Regions from separate parts of the Mus musculus genome. Here all the other regions are linked to region 1. A link is a contact called in public Hi-C data. All regions are on one chromosome and are shown on one strand. The core of a region is the stretch at or near the end of the contact, and the rest is flanking DNA. Distances in the headings are between cores, read along the strand shown. Region 1 holds the start of Gria1 (glutamate receptor, ionotropic, AMPA1 (alpha 1)). Region 2 has its middle 72 kb from the start of Gm39826. Region 3 overlaps Gria1 (glutamate receptor, ionotropic, AMPA1 (alpha 1)). Region 4 has its middle 140 kb from the start of Gria1. Region 5 overlaps Gria1 (glutamate receptor, ionotropic, AMPA1 (alpha 1)).

What was found. A called contact is a pair of places that touch in the nucleus more often than the background predicts.
Region 2: a contact with region 1 is called in a Hi-C map of cortical neurons, with 2.6 times the contacts expected there. The contact joins the enhancer-like site here to the promoter of Gria1 in region 1. A contact is called at or near these places in 2 of 484 Hi-C or Micro-C datasets (cerebral cortex and cortical neurons), 2 of 115 datasets of contacts at active chromatin or transcription factors (VIP interneurons and forebrain) and 1 of 9 other capture datasets (adipose tissue).
Region 3: a contact with region 1 is called in a Hi-C map of uterus, with 2.0 times the contacts expected there. The contact joins the enhancer-like site here to the promoter of Gria1 in region 1. A contact is called at or near these places in 2 of 39 promoter capture datasets (the 3T3-L1 cell line and hippocampal neurons), 7 of 484 Hi-C or Micro-C datasets (adipose-derived mesenchymal stem cells, cerebral cortex, cortical neurons and 4 more) and 3 of 115 datasets of contacts at active chromatin or transcription factors (craniofacial prominence, embryonic forebrain and forebrain).
Region 4: a Hi-C map of cortical neurons shows a contact between it and region 1. The contact joins the enhancer-like site here to the promoter of Gria1 in region 1. A contact is called at or near these places in 2 of 39 promoter capture datasets (the 3T3-L1 cell line and hippocampal neurons), 2 of 484 Hi-C or Micro-C datasets (both in cortical neurons), 1 of 115 datasets of contacts at active chromatin or transcription factors (forebrain) and 1 of 9 other capture datasets (adipose tissue).
Region 5: a Hi-C map of cerebral cortex shows a contact between it and region 1, with 2.7 times the contacts expected there. The contact joins the enhancer-like site here to the promoter of Gria1 in region 1. A contact is called at or near these places in 1 of 39 promoter capture datasets (hippocampal neurons), 1 of 15 datasets of contacts at CTCF or cohesin (the NIH/3T3 cell line), 3 of 484 Hi-C or Micro-C datasets (cerebral cortex, cortical neurons and ventral hippocampal neurons) and 2 of 9 other capture datasets (adipose tissue and liver).

Annotation. Positions count from the first base shown.
Region 1 is chr11:57,010,281-57,012,947 of GRCm38.p6, forward strand. It overlaps Gria1 (glutamate receptor, ionotropic, AMPA1 (alpha 1)), which reads left to right and starts at 1,338. Exons shown (of 16, transcript NM_001113325.2): 1 at 1,338-1,835. The coding sequence starts at 1,754.
Region 2 is chr11:56,797,171-56,799,837 of GRCm38.p6, forward strand. No RefSeq gene overlaps it. Among named protein-coding and RNA genes, the nearest start is that of Gm39826, 72 kb to the left of the region's middle. Within about 2 kb of position 1,366, at least 4 of the 459 cell types and tissues checked have an H3K27ac peak or open chromatin away from gene starts, as enhancers often do. A contact at or near this core is called in cortical neurons, where this site is marked.
Region 3 is chr11:57,200,110-57,202,776 of GRCm38.p6, forward strand. Gria1 (glutamate receptor, ionotropic, AMPA1 (alpha 1)) reads left to right here. Exons shown (of 16, transcript NM_001113325.2): 5 at 1,017-1,070. Among named protein-coding and RNA genes, the nearest start is that of Gria1, 190 kb to the left of the region's middle. Within about 2 kb of position 1,327, at least 9 of the 459 cell types and tissues checked have an H3K27ac peak or open chromatin away from gene starts, as enhancers often do. A contact at or near this core is called in uterus, where this site is marked.
Region 4 is chr11:56,870,146-56,872,812 of GRCm38.p6, forward strand. No RefSeq gene overlaps it. Among named protein-coding and RNA genes, the nearest start is that of Gria1, 140 kb to the right of the region's middle. Within about 2 kb of position 1,351, at least 7 of the 459 cell types and tissues checked have an H3K27ac peak or open chromatin away from gene starts, as enhancers often do. A contact at or near this core is called in cortical neurons, where this site is marked.
Region 5 is chr11:57,139,255-57,141,921 of GRCm38.p6, forward strand. The region is part of intron 2 of Gria1 (glutamate receptor, ionotropic, AMPA1 (alpha 1)); the gene reads left to right. Among named protein-coding and RNA genes, the nearest start is that of Gria1, 130 kb to the left of the region's middle. Within about 2 kb of position 1,362, at least 36 of the 459 cell types and tissues checked have an H3K27ac peak or open chromatin away from gene starts, as enhancers often do. A contact at or near this core is called in the NIH/3T3 cell line, cerebral cortex, cortical neurons and 1 more, where this site is marked.

The sequences.
Region 1 (2,667 bases), core at 88-2,587:
TCTGGGCTAGGTAAGCATCTTATCCAGGTCAGAGGGTCTACCCACGACAACTAAAGCCTTTAAGTCCACAAGGCCAGGGCCAGTGAGATGGCTGAGCCCAGTAAAGACACCTGCTGCTAAGCCTGATGGCCGGGGTTCAATCCCTGGTCCCACATGGTAGGAGAAGCAAATCCCACAAGTTGTCCTCTCACCTCCACTCAAACGTCATGGCATTCACACACACACACACACACACACACACACACACACACACACTTAAAAATATAGCAACAATATTTAAAAGTTCAAGGCCTCACTGGGTGTCTTCATGAGTGAATCCCAGGAGCCATGGTCATTTCTGAGTGGGAGGACAGACGGATGACTCCAGGAAGATAGCCCTAGCTGTTATCAATGGCTGCCCCACAGCCCATGCCATCATTCTGTGCACACATCTCTCTTGGGTATCTCCGAGCCAGCTGCAGTCCAGCAGGGTCCACAGAGGCCCAGCTTCTCCTGGACACAAACAATCTGAGTTATAAGTGAAGGCAGCCTGCATCCTCCGACTGGAATCAGCGCAAAATGACTCATGTAATTGCCCTGTGTGCGTACCCTGAATCTTCTTGTTCACCCACCCACACAACTCTGCTGTTATAGATTCCTGCACCCTGCAAGAAAAAAAAAGGGGAGGGGGGAGGACAAGTTCAAATACCTATGGTTGCAAAAAGGCCACCGTGCCTCTCCTAAAGATGGAAGGGGCTGCTAGCATCCAGGTCCAAGCACAGGCCAGTCACACCGAAGCTACTGTTGTATGCCTTTCTCACAGTCTTTCCTTTAAATTTCTGGAGAGGGATTTCTAGGGTCTCCCCCTTGGGAATTAGTTGTAGGAATAATTGGGCCAGTGGAGTGTAGAAGATATATCCAGCGCAACCCGTGCGTGCACTACTAGAGAAAGTGACCTAGATCAAGCAGCTGGTGAATCCAGGGCTATTGTGGGGACCCCCTGCCACCTACTGACTTGCAATTGAACCCGCATTCCCAAAAGCATCTTATCCCCTGGCAGGGGGAGGGAGAGAGAGAGAGAGAGAGAGAGAGAGAGAGAGAGAGAGAGAGAGAGAGAGGCAGAGGAAGGTGGGGGAGGTGAAGGGGACAGTGGGTTGCCCCCTTTGGAGAAAGCACCCTCCACCCTCCCTCCTTCTTCCCCTCCATCCTCTGCACCCACAGGGGGAAAAGTGAGGTGAGGATGGAGAGGCAGGGGTGATGGGTTGGGGAGACCAATGCAGGAACTCCGAGCTGGCTCCTGGGTATCAGCATAGTGAGCTGGCAGTCTGTGAGAGTGTGAGGGGGAGAGGAGAGGAGAGGAGGAGAGAGAGAGAGAGAGAGAGAGAGAGAGAGAGAGAGAGAGAGAGAGAGAGAGAGAGAGAGAGAGAGAGAGAGAGAGAGAGAACGGGAGGGTGAGAGAGGCTGGCTGCTAGAGAAGAGGAGGAGAGCAGAGGGAGAGGGGGAGCGAGCTAGCGCTCCAAGCATGAGGACGGGCTGCTCCCGGCTCAGTTAATCTGGCTGTCAGTCGGTGTTAACGCTGCAGTTTAACTGCTCGGCTCCCCTTCCAAGAGAAACAAGAGAAACCTCACAGAAGGAAGGGAGGAAGGAAAGAAGCAAGCAAGGAATTGCAGGAAGAAAAGAGCCGGCAGAGCATCCAGAAGAATCAAAGGGAGGGGAGGGAAGACCAAATCTATGGTTGGACCAGGGCTTCTTTTTCGCCAATGTAAAAAGGAATATGCCGTACATCTTTGCCTTTTTCTGCACCGGTTTTCTAGGTGCGGTTGTGGGTGCCAATTTCCCCAACAATATCCAGATAGGTGAGTGAGAGGGGCAGCTGGGGAGGGACTTTGGGGATCTGGCCAGGATTTTCTTTTTCGTTTTTTTCTTTTTCTTTTTTCTTTTTTTTTATTTGGAGGGGAGATTTCTCAACCCATTCTCAGTCGGAGCTGTTGTGCTTAGCAATGGAACACCAGGAAGGGAGGAAGACTTGGGTCGCCAGTCTGGGAAAGGGGGTTTCATCCTCATCTGATGCTGCGAGGGGCACCGTGGAAGTGTGTTCTCTCTCTCTCTCTCTCTCTCTCTCTCTCTCTCTCTCTCTCTCTCTCTCTCTCTCTCTCTCGTGTGTGTGCGCGCACACACACAGGTGCACACACACCGCGCACTCCAAGCAGCAGGCATGAGTGCCTGAAATGGAGGAGCATTTCTCTGTTCCAGAGAGGGAAAAATATAAGCAGACTGCGCTTGAAACAGGGTTCAGAGTGCTTAAGGAGTTAACTCTGACTAGGGGGGTGTTCTGGTTGATTTATATAAATATGTAAGGTGGGCGTATGTGTGTTGTGATTATATATTAAATGTGCACATGTAGCCGGAGTGATGGGGATGACAGTGATGTCTGGCTGGGGGAGGGGTAAGAGACCCCTCTTCAGGAAGCAGTGGTGGATGCTAGGTTGATTGCATTTGCTGAGAAGTCCCAGGCCTTACTTAGTAGCCAGAGCTCTACGGACCCCCTCGCTATCTTCCTTTTCCCTTCTGCCATGCTGGGCTGTGCCCCTCATTCCCTGATCCTGGAACTTCCTAGCCTGCCTTTTCTCTCACCTTTTCCCCATCCTCTTGAGTGCTCTGTCCACAGACACTGACAGTAGTGCTCCA
Region 2 (2,667 bases), core at 116-2,615, 210 kb before region 1:
TGTGTCATCCACCTGGACCACAATCATCCCCAAGCTCCTTATGGACTCCTCCCTACTCCAATTTATCCCACAGACTCACTTCTGTTTCACATCAGATTACACATGCGCGTGTGTGTCTGTGTGTGTTTCTGTGTGTAACCAAAATCAAGGATTCCAAAATGAGAAAACATGACATTTGTTTTTCTGCATTTAGATTATATTATGTAATATGATGGCTTCCATTTGTTTTCATTTATCCTGAAACACAGTACAATGCTGTTCTTCCTTGTGGCTGAATGAGACTCCAATGTGGATTCAGCCCCCATTCTCATTATCCACTCTTTTGCTGATGGACATCTAGGCTGGTTCCATAACTTAACCATTGTGGTGAGTTCTAGTACAAGCACACATATGTGAGCATCTAGGTGAGATGTTCATTGAGAGTCCTTGGGGCACACTCAGGAGTGTTTTGGCTAAGCCAGATTATAGTATAGATGGTTTTGATCAATCTGGCTTAATTGTGATTGAAATTCATTTAGTCTTTTAGTTCGATGTTTTAAATGGAAAGACCAAGGCCCAGAGAGCGAGAGTCTGCGTAGCTTCATAGAGCTCATGATAAGCAGAGCAGGAGTCACAATAAGACTCTGGTTTCTGGTATTTAGAGAATAACTTCAATGTCAAAAACTATTTGCCTGGTGATAGCTGTGATATTGACCCCCAAACATTATTAATCACAAAAATACTTTCTCCCCTCTACAGTGAGTATCAAGTGCCAGAGAGGTGAGCTTGTTCCTATTACTGCCCAGGCCACTATTACATTAGGCCACTTTAAGCATTTTGTCATTTATTTAAAACTTTAAGGCCGCATCATATGCTCAGCCTGGAGGCAGAGTGAAAACGGATACTCAGGGTGTGCTAGATTCAATTACTGGTTTATTGTGTGTGGTTTGGTCTATTATAAATCAATCCACATAATACGGACTTCTCAATAGCCTTAGAGATGTTTTTGTTGTTTTTTTTTTCAATTTTGTAAAGGAAACAGTAACAATCTATGGACAAATCACAATGTCAACCTTTATTAGAAAAACCCTCTGAAAATATTCTGCTCCGAGCTCTGTCTGGATACTCAGATGTTAAAATAATATTTTTGGCTATATTGAACATGGCTTAATAACATGTTAGGAAATTAGTCATTGAATTCTAGCCATCCTAAGGCATAGATTTTTTTTCCACACAGACTGAGCCCAGTTCTCTCTTAGGCAGCAAATCTTAGGAGGCCCCTGAAAGGGACCAGAAGCTTTCAAGGGATGCTCCAGAGGGGGCCACTTCCCTGGTGTGGTTCTCAGGAGCTTCAGGGATGCTGTGCAGCTGTGATCCTCCCCATCACAGCTATTGTCTGCAGCTTCTCTTGGCTTAGTCAGCCAATTACACAGCAGCCAGACCATTTTGGCTCTGTAAGAAGTTTGGACTTCACTGCATCTCTGCCTTCTTCTCCTTTCAAGCTATTTCCTCTCTTTCTTCCTCCCCTAATTAGGGAAGTTTATAAGCACAAGCAGCTGTAGAGTGAATCGTTTCTAAGAATTCAAGCTGAGAAACCTTTTTCTCCTAGGCAACATTTCATAATTTTAACTTCTGTAGAGACAAAACCATGTTTGTATGGTAAGTATGTGTGTGTGTGTGTGTGTGTGTATAGTGTGTGTGTGTGGGGGGGTGTGGTTTAGTTTTGTTTTGAAACAAATGTAGTCCAGGATGCCGTTGAACTCACAACTCTCTGCCTCAGCTTTCCAATGAACACAAATCATGATACCAGTAACACCATCTTGAGCTCTGACTTTCATTCCCTTTCATTGTCTTTTTCTGTGGCTTTTGTCCAATCATTATGTTTTCCAAAGCCTGACTTAGATGTGGTCCCTACCTCTAGAAACTCTGTCCTCTTTTTGATGTTCCATTCACCTTCAAGAATTTCAGTCCTGTGTTTACCACATGCAGAGGGATTATCCTGGATTGGCCTACTCACCCAAAGGTAGAGATCTAAGGGATTCTTTCAAAGCAACACTGGCGTTTCCAAATGGAACCAGACAGCACACAGCTAACTACCAAAGACTGAATAATTAGTTTTAGTGGCAGATGAAGTGATTTGGCCCATGATTCATTAGGAATGAAGAAACACACACACACACACACACACACACACACACACACACACACACACACCATAATAAGATCATACATTCTCCATAATAAGATCACTGGACACTCAGAAGCAAGAGCAAATTATTTTATGACTTTGCAAAGTTGGCTGTAGACAACAGATTAAGAATGGCAGGGTGTGCTGCAGCAATACAAAAACAGATTTTATAGACAGGTCCCTCCATTCTTTTTCTCATGGGCTGAGTAATAAAGTAAAATCCCACAAATCACCTGCCACTCCTCTTTGTCTGTTTCTCAACAAACAGTCTGCTTGGATTCACCTCTATATTTTACTGGTGTGTGACATTATTCCTGGAGTTGTATGAACAAATGTCTGCTCACCACATATAGACAATTGTTGATCAATATTACCAAGCTCCAACTTGGTGAGCCAATGATTTATTGGAATTACTTATAGGAATGTGGGTGGGTGAGGAACTGCTTACAGGAGCAGAAATTGCTCAGAGACCACTGTATCACCAAAGCCCACCATGGTGT
Region 3 (2,667 bases), core at 77-2,576, 190 kb after region 1:
TAAATGCTGGGGACCTGCTCAGCTCTATTCCTAGTGTTCAGGAGGCAGAGACAGGATCCCAGGGCATGCTGGATAGCTACACTAGCTGTCTTGGCAAGCTCTTGCTTCAAGTGAGAGATTCTGCCTCAATATATAAGATGCAAACAGCTGAGTAAGATACCTGCCATCAACCTCTGGCCTCTACATGCATGCACACATATGTGTGCCCCCACACACGCTTATGTGTATACTTGTGCACATAAACAGAAATGCACAGTCAAGTAACAAAACAAAAATTAAGACAGGGAGGGTTTGGGAAACCTAGCTGTTTCCCTTAAAAGCAATCTGGTGCTATGCAGAGAGTGTTTGGCATCAGAGACCTCTGTCCTTTGGTTACCAGCAGACCACACAGGGGTCTGGGAAAATCATTTGCCCACTTCAGGCCAATTCCATCCAATACAATGAGGGATTGAAGAAAGTAGATCAGTCTTCCCTCCCAATGTTCATGTTAAATGATCTATTTGATATTTGAGTGCTAAATCACTTAGGTAGGAGAACACAGAGTTCAGAGGCAGAAAGCAGAGATGGTGTCTGCATGTGGTTTCATGCCCAAGTGACCACCTGAGCAGCCCTGTCACATGCCACCGTGAGTAACAGCCAATTCCATAAAACGTAAGATTCCTACACCTCCTGTGAGGGAAGCTTTATGGAAAGAGTGCAGTGAGGACTCAGGCTCCCTCCTTGGGGTTGTGGTGGTAATCCTGCCAATCAGGCAACAGTGATTTCAGATCCTGCATTCACCTTTGCATAGCTGCACCATATGAAGGAGCTTGAGCTACTCTGTGTGACTCGTCCTCATCTCTCACAGTTGCTAACAGTATCACCGTCAGCATGTGGTATGGATGCTCCGGGCTTGTGTGATCAGGGCAGAGAAGTCATGTTGCAAGTAGCTGGTGGACATCAGCTGCTCTTGTCGCTGCTTTCGTCACTGGAGCTGTCGGTGTGACTGATGAGTACCCTCTCGTTGTGTCTTCCAGATTGTGAAGCTAGAAAAGAACGGCATCGGGTACCACTACATCCTCGCCAACCTGGTGAGTAGAGCAGGACAAGCTGTCCAGTCCCGTGCCTAGCCTGAACTTGCGTCACTCCTACCTGATGTAAACCATGTGGAGGGAGGGGCGATCCGCTGCGGCATCAGCATCGCTAAGTCTCAGAGACACCAAATGTAACTCTTTCCCTCCACCCTTCTGCTCTGGTTTCTTTTCTGTTGCTGTGGAGGGAGGGGGAGCACCCTGTCAAAAAGTAACTTAAGGGACAAAGGCTGTTGTTTCAGCTTCCAGTTCCAGGCTGTGAGGAGGTCAAGGAAGGAACTTGAAGCAGCTGCTCGCAACCCATCCAGGCTGGAACAGAGAGAAATGGACATAGCCTGACTCCCTTGTGTGTGCTCAGCACAACTTCCCCACTTTTATTAAGTTCAGGGACCCCTGGTTAGGCAACAGTGCCACCCACGGTGGGCTGGGGCTTCCCCCAGCAATCCTTAAGAAAGAATCCCCCACAGATGTGCCCAGAAATCAAGCCAATGCAGACAGTTTCTCACTGAAACGCTCTTCCCAGGAGACGAAAGGTTGTGCCAAGTCCACAGTTGAAGCTGACCATGACAGTGGTCACAAGTTCCCTTTCAAACTGCAGTGCACTTCCTGTGAACTTCTAGCTGTCCTTAGGAGGGAGCTTGCTGGAAGCTGGAGGGCAGGCCCTTCCTTAGCCTTCATTCTAGCACCCTCTTAACAGCTCTGGCTTCCGGAGTGAGGAAAAAAATCACCACATCTTGGAATAGACGTTAAATGTCTGGATCCAAGTGGTTTTGGACATAATGGTTGTTTTACTACTCAGGAGTTCAGACATGTAAATCTTAATTATGTTAAAATTGACAAATCCTTAGCCAGGAACCATCTTACAGTATGTCCTATATTAATATCAATTTAGAGAGGTTTTTTGGTTGGTTTTTTTTTCTTTCATTTTATACAGTCTGGATAAGCCTGTGTCTTAAAAAATGTTTTCACTTTAGCACACTGCAGCTGTTTATTGGGTGCTATTATTTTGCATGCCACAAAGATGGTTTGGTTTTTCAAATCCTTTGCATGCATAGACTTTTGACATATGCTGCATCCATCTAAGTTTTCCTTGGCAAATGTCTTTTCTGTCAGGTCTGGTTTTCCTGTGTCATGGTTCCCATTTTTATCTTTTATGTCATAGATGTTGATGCTTCTAGCTCTTATTCTCCGTAGTCAAATGCAATATTCTTTTATATTCAGATTCATGTTTTAGAGACTTTCTTAGTATTAAATCCATAGACTACACAATACCACACACTAACTTATGGGGCTCCAATTCTATGGTTATGTGTATATTTCTGGGGTTATGAAGTTATCACACCTTCATTTTAAACACTTCATCACCACCACCCAGCAAAAGATCCATGCTTATCGATAGTCATTACATGACTCACTCAGTGCTCCTCCAGCCCCACACAATCACTAATGTACATTCTAACACCTTGTATTCCTTTTGTATTGCCAAATACTAGTCCATTATAAAGAGCCTGTTTTGCACATCCATTACACAGCTGATGGACTTCTAAGTCATTATCACCTTGGAACTAGTATGAAAACATTTGTGAGATACACCGAG
Region 4 (2,667 bases), core at 101-2,600, 140 kb before region 1:
GCAGACCTGGGAGAACGAGGAGGTGAGTGTGATAAGGATACATTATGTGAAATCCCAAGTAATCAACAAAATTATTATGTTGAAAAAAAAGGAAGAAATGCAAGCTATCTGAAAGACTGTGAACCTTAGAAAGCAGAAATAAAAGTGGGTAGGACCCAGATATTCACATATTCATGAAATTTTGAGGGCACTGGAGTTTAGAAATAATCTTGACAGCTAATATAAGGTCTATACACATGTGGTCCCATAAATCTCTAAGACAGGCGCTAGCTATCATACCCCACTGAACAGGCATGGAGACTAAGACAAAGAGTGTTCTTCTATTCTCTCAGCCAAGGTCAGCACAGTAAATAGAAGAGCCAGAATCTGAGTTTTCACATCTGGCTCCAAATCCCATCTTCTGTGTCTTATAGTACCTTTCTTGTAGTAGAAGCCAAAATAATTGATGTCATTTATTTTATTTTGTAATTTATTCTTCTGTAAAAGAAGCCTGTGTTAGCAAGATTTTTTTATGACTGGTTAAATACCCAAGAAAATAAATCGAAGGAGGAAAAGTTCATTTGGGGCTCATGGTTTTGGAGATTTTGTTCATTGGCCAGTTGTTTTGGTCTTGTGATGTGGTAGGAAATGATGGCAGAAATGTGGCTTACCTTATTGTGGTCTGAAAGGAGGAGGAGCAGGAGGAGGAGGAGGGAGGAAGAAAGGAGGGAAGGAAGGAATGAGAAAAAGAAAGAAAGAAAGAAAGAAAGAAAGAAAGAAAGAAAGAAAGAAAGAAAGAAAGAAAGAAAGAAAGACAGAAAGACAGAAAGGAGAGAGAGGGAGGGAGAGGAGAGGAGAGGAGAGGAGAGGAGAGGAGAGGAGAGGAGAGGAGAGGAGAGGAGAGGAGAGGAGAGGAGAGGAGAGGAGAGGAGAGGAGAGGAGAGGAGAGGAGAGGAAAGGAAAGGAAAGGAAAGGAAAGGAAAGGAAAGGAAAGGAAAGGAAAGGAAAGGAAAGGAAAGGAAAGGAAAGGAAAGGAAAGGAAAGGAAAGAGGTGGATAAGGTCTTACTTATTCCTGTCAACAATATCAGTGCCCTAACTTCCCCCACTAGTCCTCACTTCTTAAAAGGTCCAGAACCTTTAAGCAATAGCACGGGGTGGCCAAAAAGGATAAGCTTTGAAGAAATATTTATGTTCCAAGTCACAGCAGAGTCAAAAGACTATGAGACTAAGGAAAAATATTAATAGAATTCCAACAAGGAATTACCCTGGAGCACAATTCTGCTGTCTCTGGTCCTGAGGAGAGGATCTGAAATGGTTAATCTCCCTCCCAGAAGCTTCCATCTTCTTCCTAATGAGTCACTAGAACATTAAAGTGACCGATACGTGGGTGTAATAGCACACACAGTGCAGAAAATATTCACACGCATGCACATCCTACTGGTAGTGGAATAGAAATAGAAACCAGACCCCTCCTCTTGGTGCCTGTCACTTAGCATAAATCTTAGAAATCCAGAATTCTGTGAAAATAGAGCATCCCCCAGTTAAATGCATGCTGCTTTTGAAGACTCTAGCCTCCTGTCTAAGAGCACACTGGCTGTGGACACTCAGTGTTCTGCATGGACATTAGTGTCAGCCACCAGAGTCTGTGGCTGGAGAAAGAATAATGCAGAAGAGAAGCAGAAAGAGGAAGGTAACTGGTTATTTATATCCCCTCTGTCGGAAATGGTGACAGGTATAATTACTGAGCAGAAATTACAGGGCTGACTCCAGTGGCGCTCCTCCTGCTGTTTTCAAGAAGATAAAAGATTGAAAGTGTTTCTGACATCTCTTCAAAGAGAGGCTGCTCCGGTACACACTTCCATTTATTTTCAAATTGATTAAAGGCAACTTCCTGTTGTTTTTAGTTAAACCAAGGGTCACTCCTGGTCCCCTGGACTCTGTGGCATCTCTTAGAAGAGGACTCCTCCTCAAGTCTCATCCAGATCCATCTGACTCTTCCTCCACATCCTGTGTGAAGCGTCCTTCAGTCGAAAGAAAAACAAGCTATTAAATGTGTTCACATGAGGCTGTTATTGATTTAATAGGCTGTAATCTCAGGGGTATTTACAAGAAAAACAGGAACAGAACATATGGTAGAAATCTATGGCATTGAAGCCACAAAGAGGCTTTTAAAACCTCATCAAACTCAGTCATTTATGAACAATCAGTTATCAGAATTACCTGGTCTCTTCAGATATACCCCTTCCCCCCTCACAAATGACCCACTAAGGTCCTATGAGTCAGTTTCTGTGGGTATCAGATATAGCAATTTTTCATTTTATGAGTTATGTGGGTCATTTTGCAGGTTAGATATGTTTAGGAATGCCCATAATTCACAGGAAATGAATGTAGCAAGACAGGGGCTGTGGTGGTTTGGATACAAAACCCTCAACAGGTTCATGAGTTGAACAGTTGCCCCACAGCCTGTAGCACTGTTTGGGAAGGCAGTGTCACATTTAGAAGGCAGCGCCTTGCTGTAGGAAGTGGATCCACTGGAGGTGGAGCTTGAGACCTTATAGCCTGACCTCACTTCCTGTTCACTGTCTGCTTTGTGACTACAGATACCTGATGATCAGCCACCAGATGCTCCTGCCCCAATGCCTTCCCAGTCATGATGGAACATATGGCCTCAGGTATAAGCCAAAATG
Region 5 (2,667 bases), core at 112-2,611, 130 kb after region 1:
GAAAGATTCAGAAATAGTAGTGGCCTCGCTGATGGTCCTCCTGGGGGAGTTTTGGAAATATGAGACTTTGAAGAGGAGGTGATTGGTCATTCTCATATTATAGATAAGAAAACATGGTCCAGGGCACTTAGCCTTATGACTCAGACTTGCATCTAAGTTCCTGCAAGCTGAAGCCTTGTGCAAGCTATTCTTCCACAGCCTATATGTCTTTAGGTGTAAATGGATAATTGGGATATGCCCTGTAATTCATCGTGAATATTTCATTAAGAAGGTTGTGTTAAGCACCCTAAATAGCCTAGGGTCCACACCACCTAGTATCTGCAGGCCTTAATACAGACAAGGCTTATTGAACCACTGACAAACAGGATAACAGGTAAGAGAACAAGACAAATGGCTGGTTAATACTTCCTCAGAAGAAAAGAACCTTTCATAAACCATAAGGGGATACCTTCCCTCTCTCTGCACCAAGGAGAATGCCCACCCCAACTCCCAGCATCCCCTGCAAGCTTCCTCACATAGCAACCTCACATGGCAGAACCCAAAACAACTTCCCAGGTATGGTATTAGCATGGAAACATTTGCAGTTGGACCCTGTACATTCCTTCTTTCTAAATCCCTAAATATCAGCCCCATTCCTTCAGCTGCAAAAGAGAACTCTTGGACTCAACGAGCAGTGGCTTATTTAGGATCCTCATGGTCTTGTGTGCATCTGAATTTCAAGGAAGTCACTACTCTTTGGCTGAGGAAGGCTGCAGCAAATTAGTATTCCTGCCGTCAGTCCTCCTTTGGGGACTAAACTCTTTTTTTCTTTCCATCTCCATCTCTCAGTGAAATTTTTTGTTCCAGACCATGCTGTCTCAGCCAGTCTCTTCCTAATGTGATTCTCTTTGATTCACACCAGGCAGCCCCTGCAAGAAGACAGCACCAAAGCAAGCGCCTAGGTGGCTGAGGACGGTGCGCTGGCAGGAGCAGTTCTGGAAGCATCTTCGAACACAGCCATCACACATTTAACCAAAGTGACTGACAGAGTGTTTCTCCCCCTCTGTACTTTCAGTCCATTAGTCTTATTTGTCTTCTGCAGAAAGACGCCTCCCTCCACACCTCAGGTTCCTACAAAAATCAGTGTGTGCGTATCAGACACGCCTACGCACATGATGTGATGGGCACCAGTCTGGATCTGGGGGGAGTAGTCGGTGTTTTGTTCCTAGGCTATGAGTCCTGCTTTCCTCCCCCGCCCCACTCACTCCCAGCCCCCACCCCGCTCTACTTCTTTGTTTCCTTTCTGCTTTTCCCAGAAACTGCCTCTTCTTGCTGTTAGTCATCATGGAATCGAAAACCCTTTAGCATTCCAGGCAGCTGAGAGCATTTACATCGTTCCTCTCTCCTTAGCACCGGGAAGCCTATGAGGCCCCAAAGACACTGTGTGTCATCAGCAACTGGCTTTTTTCTTAGAAAATATTCACTGTGGTCTACCTTTGCCATCCAGCTCTGTGGTCTTGATCCTACCCATTGCATCAGCCATCACCTTCCTAGGTCTCTAGATTGTAGACATACACATCCCTCTCCTATGAAGCACGTGTTTAGCACGTGTCACTTTTTCCACAGATATATATGAATATGTTCAAGAAACTAAGGGATCTTTTTAAATTGTTTTTTATTTACACCCTCAATGTTCCCCCTCTCAAAGTTCTTCACCCCATCCTCTCTCCCCTTCACCTCTGAGAGAGCAGCCCCCGCCCCAGGCATCCCTCCTTCTCTAGGGTATCGAATCTCTACAGGATTAGGCGAATCCTCTCCCATTGGTGCCAGACAAGGTAGTCAGTCCTCTGCTACACATGTCCAGGCTACTTGGTGCTGTTGGTCTTCCTATGGGATTGCCATCCCCTTCAGGTCCTTTAATCCTTCCCCTAACTCATGCATAGGTGTCTGAGACCTCAGTCTGATGGCTGACTGTAAGTATGTGCAAGCATGTGTAAGTCTGTCCACTGCTGGTAAGGCTCTCACTCACTCAACATTGCATGGCTAGGAAGTTGCAGAACTCATTTCAGGTCCGTTCATTTGACCCCTCAAGAAGGCTGAAATCTCCCTTTTCTTAAGAGCATCACAAAAATTCATTATAATAAACACTGAAAACTACATGCTGATTGCTAAGTAGTAAAATTGGACTTTAAATGTAAATTTCTTGGTTGATGACCCATCCAACCTTCCGAGCAGATAGTTTGTTGGCTGCCACGAGAAAGCTGGAGAAAGAACAAGATTAACAAGTTGAGACCGCAGCGATGTCTGACACCTTAAGAGTGCTTGCTGTTATATCAGGGTCCTTTCAGCAAACGCTTGCTAGTGTATGCAATGGTGTCAGAGCTCTTGACTCTAGCTGCATATGTATCAAAAGATGGCCTAGTAGGCCATCACTGGAAAGAGAGGCCCATTCGACACGCAAACTTTATATGCCCCAGTACAGGGGAACTCCAGGGCCAAAAAGTGGGAATGGGTGGGTAGGGGAGTACGGGGGGGGGGGTATGGGGGACTTTTGGGATAGCATTGGAAATGTAATTGAGGAAAATACGCAATAAAAAAATTACTTAAAAAAAAAAGAGTGCTTGCTGTTCTAACAGAGTGTCCATATTCGGTTCCCAGCAACCATGTCAGGAAGCTTACAACCTCCCG